2 separate regions of the Rattus norvegicus genome follow, and region 2 is linked to region 1. Evidence: chromatin contacts called from public Hi-C data. All regions are on one chromosome and are shown on one strand. The core of a region is the stretch at or near the end of the contact, and the rest is flanking DNA. Distances in the headings are between cores, read along the strand shown.

Evidence for each region. Hi-C and Micro-C count contacts between places; a contact is called where the count stands out from the background.
Region 2: a contact with region 1 is called in a Hi-C map of mammary epithelial cells, with 2.8 times the contacts expected there. The contact joins the enhancer-like site here to the promoter of Znrf1 in region 1. A contact is called at or near these places in 3 of 12 Hi-C or Micro-C datasets (the A7r5 cell line, Schwann cells and mammary epithelial cells).

What each region holds. Positions count from the first base shown.
Region 1 is chr19:56,403,466-56,407,421 of GRCr8, reverse strand. It overlaps Znrf1 (zinc and ring finger 1), which reads right to left and starts at 1,694. Exons shown (of 5, transcript NM_001401080.1): 1 at 635-1,694. The coding sequence starts at 1,058.
Region 2 is chr19:56,552,707-56,556,662 of GRCr8, reverse strand. No RefSeq gene overlaps it. Among named protein-coding and RNA genes, the nearest start is that of Ctrb1, 12 kb to the left of the region's middle. Within about 2 kb of position 1,737, at least 14 of the 93 cell types and tissues checked have an H3K27ac peak or open chromatin away from gene starts, as enhancers often do.

The DNA.
Region 1 (3,956 bases), core at 445-2,944:
GGATGTGACAGTCCCTGAGCCAAATCTACTGCATGCAGCAAGAGAGACCAGAATCCTGGCCCTGCAAACCCAAAGAAGGAGGCTTTCCACATAGCAGACCACACCTGTCTAAGCCACCTCCTGTTCCATTTAAATCAATTGATACAGCAAACCAGTCGGGTGGAAAAACTAACCATCTCCCTTCCCTAGCAAGGCTAAGAACCCTAATCCAAGGATCGTTTGTCCCTAGTTTTATTTCTTTTCTCACTCTTTGTTTAGGAGACACTACCTCCCTAGCCAGAAAGGTAGGCATCATGCTGCAGTGGCAGAAATGAAGAGTGTCAGACAAGAAGACCTTTGAGGATCATGATGCTAATAAATGCGACCTCGATGGGCAGGTTTCACTCAGCCATCCACAAGTGAGCACACGCCTGCAGTCCTAAAACACCCGGCTCCACAAGCCTGGTAGGCAGCTTTTCCCCTAGGCAGTAGTTATCTTATTTGATCCTATTCATCCTCTGACATGGAGGGAACCAGGGGTAGGGCAGGAGTTAGCTTCATACCCATACCTTAGCATACTAAGAGGTTTCAGGCGGCCCGACGCGCCCTCCCTTGCACTCCACCCTTCAAGGCCTCCGTCAACCCGAGGACTCACCACTGTGCGAGCTGAACCACCTGGGTGCGATGTGCAGAGGTAGAGCATCCGCCAGCGAGGCTCGGGAGCCCAGGTACAGCATCCCGTCTCTATGGTGACCGCCGCCGGTCTCTTGGTAACCATTGCCGTGGGCATAGGTGGAGTCCGACGTGGACCCTCCGCCGCCCGGCGCCCTCTCTGAGTCGCCGGTCCCGCGGGAGGCGGGGGTGTAGAGGCTAAAGGGCACCCCTCCGGTCGTGCTGGGGTCCATGCCCATGCCTGCCACCGAGCTGACCGAGCGACTGCGCAGCCCCATCGCCCCGCCGCCCGTCCGGTAGTGCCCAAAGTGGGGCGCCCCTCCCGGCGGCGGCACGGCGCTGTCATCGGTAGAGACCCCCGGGAAGGGGCCCCGAGACCGGGCCGCCGTGCTCTGCTTGCCCCCCATGTTCGCCGGGGCCCGGTGGGGCGGGAACGTGGAGGCCGAGACCCTCCCCCACCACTCAGAAGCGGGTGGAGAGCCGGGCGAACATAAAGGCGGGGGGTTGGGGGAGTCACAAAAGAGCCCCGAGGAGAGAAAATGAAAAAAGGAGAAGGGAAAATCCTCAAAAAAAAAAAAAAAAAAATCCGCGGGGTGGAAAAGGCAAGCGTGCGGGGACCCCAAACTAAGAATTTCAAACTGTCCAAGCCGAATGCATGTTCTTCTTAAGGTCCGAAGACGCGCGGTCCAGAGCGGGCGCCTCGCGCCACAGGCCGCCCCCGGGCTCGGGAGCCTGAGGAGCCGCAGCGAAGATAGGGAGGCGCCGGAGGAGGCCGCTCGCCCGCCCGCAGCAGGAAGCGGCGAAGGCTCGGAACGACGCGCGCGTTCCCCGTCTCAGGACTCGACGACCGGCGCCGGCGGCCCGCACTCCTCCAGGCTTCGGGAGGGCTCGCGGCGGTGGGGCAGCCAGGCGGAGCTCTGGAAGCCGCGGTCGCGTGGTGTCGCGCTCCGGCTCCAGCCGCCGCCGGCCCCGCCAGCCAGCCGCGCCGCCCCGCTCGGTCCCGGGCTGCGCTCGCCGGCGCTCCTCGCCGCCGTGGAGACAATGGAGGGAGGCAGAGCGCACGCGCGGCCCGCGCCCCCTCCCCCCCCGCCGGGTTAACCCCTTCGCGGCCCCTGCGGCGCGGCGGCTGGCTGCGGCCCCGGAGGTCCCCACCCACCCACCGCCTGCGCTCCGGGCCGGTCGGAGGACCGGCGGCCTCCAGCCGCGGGACGTCTGCGACAGAGGCCAGACTTCCTCTGGAACCAAGCACTGCTGGAGTCGCGGCGAAAGTCGAATCACTATATTCAAAACGAAACCCTTCGTGGGGGGAGGGGCATCGACGGTTTTAGCGGGTAGGGAGGAAACACCAAGAAAGAAAACCAACTAATAAGCCTACCTGGGTTTGAGGGTCATTGGGCGAGCTCCCCTCCAGCCACAGACCTGCCCTCACAGCACCCTCTGGTGGATGTGCGATCCATTCCTTTGAAGGATCTCCATCCAAGGACCCCAGCCAACACTAGAAAGTTTAGCATGAGGGGTAGGGGGTAGCTTGGATCCAAACATCAGGAGTCTTAACATTTGGGATTAGCGGGTCTAAATCGATTCCTTAGGCTAGAATATAATCCTCAAAATCAATAGATAAAAAAACAAAACAGTAGAATAGAATCATGCAGCTAAGAAGTGGGTGTAGAAACTCCTTGCCCAAGGCCGGTTGCTGTTTTGTTTACCATGTATTTTGAGGGAGAGCCACAAGGCAAGGACACAGTACGCAAATATTTGTTGACCAAATTGCGTTTTGCAACAGAGACTCACCTTTCCAGGTCAACCCCAGTCTTTCTCATATATTCATTTTGCTTATTTATTGAGCAAATAATTTTTCAAGTACTCAGCGCTGAGCACCGTGTCACTAGCCTAACTTCCTCTTGTCACTCTGTCAAGTATGCCAGGTACTTCCAAAAATGGAGTTGGAGAGACATAAAAAGGGCTACTAGACCAGTCTCTTCCAGCGTGACCTGCCTAGAAGGCCACAGGAAGATGTCCCGAACAAAGAAAATTAGTTTCATAAGAAAAACTAATGCAAAAAATATCATGGCTGTGGTGCACACTTTAATACCACCGTTTGAAAGGCAGAGGCAGGGAGATCTCTCAATTTCATGCCAGCCTGGTCTACAAAGCAAGTTCCAGCACACCTAGGGCCACAGAGAGAAATCCTGTTTTGAAAAACTGTGTGTGTGTGTGTGTGTGTGTCTGTATCTAGGGGCTGGAGAGTTGGCTTAGGGCTTAAGAGCACTTGTTCTTGCAGAGGCCCCATATTCATTCCTGTGATGATTCACAACCATCCATAATCCCAGATGCGTGATATACATACATGCATACAGTCAAGGCATCCATCTATAAAAACTTAGTAAATTTAAAATCTTGTAAATGTAAATATAAAACAAACACACAGATAATATCCGGAATATTATCTGTGTCTCAATCAGGAATTTGTGCACTTCTAAAACTGAACTGAGTGATCTGAAGAAACTAAAGAAACTTCCAGAGGCTGGAGGGATGGCTCAGCAGAAGGTCCACTGCTCTTGCAGAGGACCTGAGTCTGATTCATAGCTCCAATTCCAAGGAATCTGGTGACCTCACTTGGTTTCCACTGGCACCCACACATAGGTAGCACTCATTCATGTAGACACATAACACATACCAACAATAACAAATCTATAAAAAGGAAATATTTTTTCTTAGAAGAAAGACTATGGTATCAGAAAAGAGGTGGTTCATTACAGAAAAAAAAAAACCTAGATTCGGGCTGGAGAGATGGCTCAGAGGTTAAGAGCACTGACTGCTCTTCCAGAGGTCCTGAGTTCAATTCCCAGCAACCACATGGTGGCTCACAACCATCTGTAATGCCCTCATCTGATGTGTCTGAAGACAGTAGCTACAGTGTACTCCTATACATACAGTAAATAAATCTTTAAAAAAAAAAACCTAGATTCTTGACATGTCTATTTTTGAAGTCCAATACATTCTGTCTTAGCAAAGTAGTTTTGTCTAATTCGCTACACATATATGTATATGTGTGTGCATGCATGTGTGTATACATATATAGTTATCCCCAACTCAGGTGCTGGAGATTGAAGCTAGGACTTCATATATGCTGGGCATGTACATTACTAGTGAGTTATAACCCATTCCCTAATAAAATATTTACTATCTGAGAAGTTCCAGACACTCTCCTAGACTTTAGAATATAGTGAACAAGACAGACGGAGTTCCTTTTCTCATAAACTTCAGAACAACCATTTTGTACCCACTTGAATGCCTATAATCAG
Region 2 (3,956 bases), core at 488-2,987, 150 kb before region 1:
GAGCCCTTGGAAGAGCCCTACATGCCCCGAACACCAGGGAAACACTTGCCCCTCTTGATGTGCTTATAAAAAGATATAGAGAGGGGGGAAATGTTCTATGGAGGTGTGGTGTGGTGTGGGGGTGCCTCTGGGTCCCATGCTAAGGCATCCCTGAGGGACCAGCCACACAACGGTATAGAATACAATAGAGTTTATTCAGGCCCTGGGGAGGGGACTTAAGAGGGTAGGAGGGGCAGAGAAAGGCAGAGAGAGAGAGAGAGAGAGAGAGAGAGAGAGAGAGAGAGAGAGAAGAGGCCAGCCTTGAGCACGTGGAGGGGGTGGGGAGAAGGAATGGGGAGAGAGTGGGGGCAGGAGCAAGAGGGAACAAGAGAGAGAGGAGGGGGCAAGCAGCCCCTTTTATAGGGTCAGGCACACCTGGTTGTTGCCAGGTAACTGTAGGGCGGAGCTTAGACAGAATGCTAACACCTCCCACTAAGGATCCTCTCTGAGTGACATCCAGAGGGGACTTGGAGGAACTGGATGGGAACCAGGAGGTGATCTTCCCATTGTCCCTTGCTCCTCACTTGCACCTGACTCCTGTATTCTGAACTGGAGAAGCTGTTTGAGGAAGGCCTGGGGCCGGCACCTCTTGCCCAAGGTGTCAGAGTGAGGAGAAACAGCAGGTTCAGGCCCTCCCCATTCCATCCTCCCACAGCCCATCCCCAGCCTCTGCGGAGACCGGCCTCAGCCCTGACCATGGGTCCTGGTTCACATCTGCTTCCTCTCCATTGTCTCTGGGTCGTTGTGGGTGAGGCAGCCACAGTCGTACGATCCCAACTTGCTGGTAAGCGTGGTGCTGGGCTCCTTCTGTATTTCTCAGAGTTCTTCATAATACTTTTTATCTTCTCTGAAGAATATTAGATGTTCTGATGGTATGGAGTTTGAGGCTAAGGCTGCCTGGAAAACTTAGTTATTAAGGTCATGAAAACAGCCTTGATTCGGGGTGGAATTTGTGAAAAGAAGTAAAACAAAAGGAGAATGGCCAGAGGAGAAGCAAGACACCTTGAAGATTGCAATCAGGCCAGAGTGTTAGCATTTAGTCTAGGCTCCGCCCCACTGTTACCTGGCAACAGCCAGGCGGGCCTGACTCACTATAAAAGGGGCTGCTTGCCCCTTCCTCTCTCTCTTGCTCTCTTGCTCTCCCTCCTTACTCCTCTCTCCCCATTCCCCTCACCCTTCTCTCTCCATGTGCTCATGGCTGGCATCCCTCAACTCTATCTCTGCCTTTCTCTACTACCCTCTGCTACCCTCTCAACTCCCCTCCCATGCCCTGAATAAACTCTACAATATACTGTTGTGTGGCTGGTACCTCAGGGGAAGGAGTGTCTCCGCATGAGCCTGCAGAGGCACCCCCTCCCCCCCACACCATTCCCTCACACCATATCTCTCCTCCACCAAACATATTCCTTCTCTCCTTATTTTTATAAAACACACGCACAAAAAAGGCATACTCTGAGCTGTGTTTTATAAAAAGATAAGAGAGGAAGGAATATGTTTGGTAGAGATGCCGTAAGATGTGGGGGAAGGGGTGTGCCTGTCGTAGCGTCTCCTATCTCTGTCACCAAACACCGGGCAGCGGAGTTGAGAGAGAATGTGATGTGGAGAGCTGGGGCGGGAGACTGAAAGCTGGGGTTAGGTAGGGGCAGCGTCTCAGCAGTGTCCCAGGCGGGGCGCAGAAGCGCAAGGGGGTGGGGCGAGACCTGCTCCTCCCTCCCCCCCAGCAGAGCAAGCGGCTACAAGCCGCAGCAGGGCAAGAGAATGAAGCGGGTAGGGGAAAGCCAACGGATCGCTAGCAAGAGAGTTGTTTTTAAAGTGCCAGTTAAGTGGCCATGTAGAGATATTGCTTGCTGGGTACTGTGAATTAGACCTGGAAATGCCCCATTAGTAGGGACAAGGTGGTAAAGACCAATCCATTGGGTGTGGAAGTTATTAAAAATGTTCCTACCAGCATCTCGAGAACAAAATTTAATAATAAACAAGCAAACAAACAAACCAGCCAGGTCTAGACCCATCGATCACTCAGAGGCTAGTGTCTCAGTCTGAGTCCAGGACTCACGGGGGAAAGCAGTCTGCCTAGGCTAAGGTCTTCTCTACTGCAGCAAGAGAAAACTCCGTTTCTGAGGTTAGGGGACGGGTCCCCCAAGGGTTAGAGGGTCAGTGAAAAGACCAGTCATAAAGGCTGGATGTCTCTGTCCTCAAGGGCAGCACAGGGGTGGCTCCAAGCTCAAGAACACTCTCTGGGACCAGGGGATGTTTGCGCTGACCAGCGGGGGAGGGAGGTTACCAGTTCTCTGCAGTTTGAGGGGTAGGTGTAGCGATTGATGGCTCTCCATGTGGAAGCGGTACGAACCTTCAAGTTTCTAATCCGAGTTTTATAAAAATACGAGGGAGAAGGAATATGTTTGATGGACGTGCAATTTGAGGCATCCCTTGCCCCTGAGGGACCAGCCATACGACACAGTATAGTATAGAATAGAGTTTATTTAGGGCATGGGGAGATGTGATTCCGAGGGATATGACACCCTCTTCTGGCTCCTCAAGCACTGATACTCACATAGGCATACCCACACATACACACTTTATTTTTTTTTTTCTTTATTTCGGAGCTGGGGACCGAACCCAGTCATACACACTTTAAAAAAGAGTTCAATCTTAAAAAAATGTTTATTCTTCGAGAATGTCATATGATGTATTTTGTTACTATCCACCCCTTTCTCAGATCCCCACTCCCGTACACCAACAGTGCCATTTTGTAAAAAAGTCCCAGCAGCTCCAGAAGGCTCTTGGATCCAGAGTTAAGGACGCGTATATTATTATTTCTATAGATTTTTATATACAAATAAATGTAAAGTGTAATTAATATAAAAACAGTTCCCTCCAGGCGAGTCCCAATGTTCCTTCTGGGGGAGGTTGCAGTTCTGAGATGGGGCTGCCACCTGGTGGTCAGTATGAAAATTGCACAGTCATTTTCGAACCCAGCTCTGTACCTTACCAGAAAGAAACAGGTGAATTAATTTTAATAATGTATTTGCCCCAATATACTCAAATATTACCATCCCAACATTAAACCACTTGAATTTTGTTTTGAAATTATGGATATCATAGCTTGTACGAGAATTCTTTGAACCTGAGTGCAATTTGTATTTCTAACACATCTCTCTTTGCAAGCTAACGTTTCATCCAATACACTTGCTCTGTACTTAATTATTACAAAATTTACACTTGAAAGGCAGACTTGAGGTGGTTGTGGTGTCTAATGTATTCAATCCCAGCACTAGAGAGGCTGAGGAGGGAGGGGAGTGGGGTTTAGTTGGACGCAGATTACCCTGAGTTCAAGGGTAACCTGGGCCTGGAGAGATGGTTCAGGAAGCAATTAAGAGCACTGGGCCCTTCCACCAGACCTGAGCACCCACGTGGGGACTCACAACTGTCTGTAATTCTGGTTCCAGGAGATGTGATGCCCTATTCTGAAGTCAAGGCCAGTCTGCGGCATGTAGGCTTGAGTTACAACACGAACCTGTCTCAAAACAGAAAAACAAAAACCCAAAGAAAAGAAAAACCAGACTCATATTCCCAAATTCAGCCAAATACACGTAACAGCTAGGGGAAAAAAATACTAGGTACTGTGTGCACACACCTGTAACCCCAGCACTTGAGAGGCAGGTGGAATTTCGTGTGTTTTTGAGACCAGCCTGGTTTAATAGTAAGTTCCATGACAGCCAGGGCTATATAGAGAGACCCCCATCTCAAAAACAAACAAACAAACAAACAAACAAAAAAATCCAAAAAACTAAAACCAAAAATCAAAAAAAAAAGCCAGTTAGGGGCTGCCCTGATTGACCTGCCAGTTTCCAGTCAGTTCTTGTTAATCAGGCCTTGCGCCTCAGTTCCCTCACAATGGATCTTGCAGGAGGTAG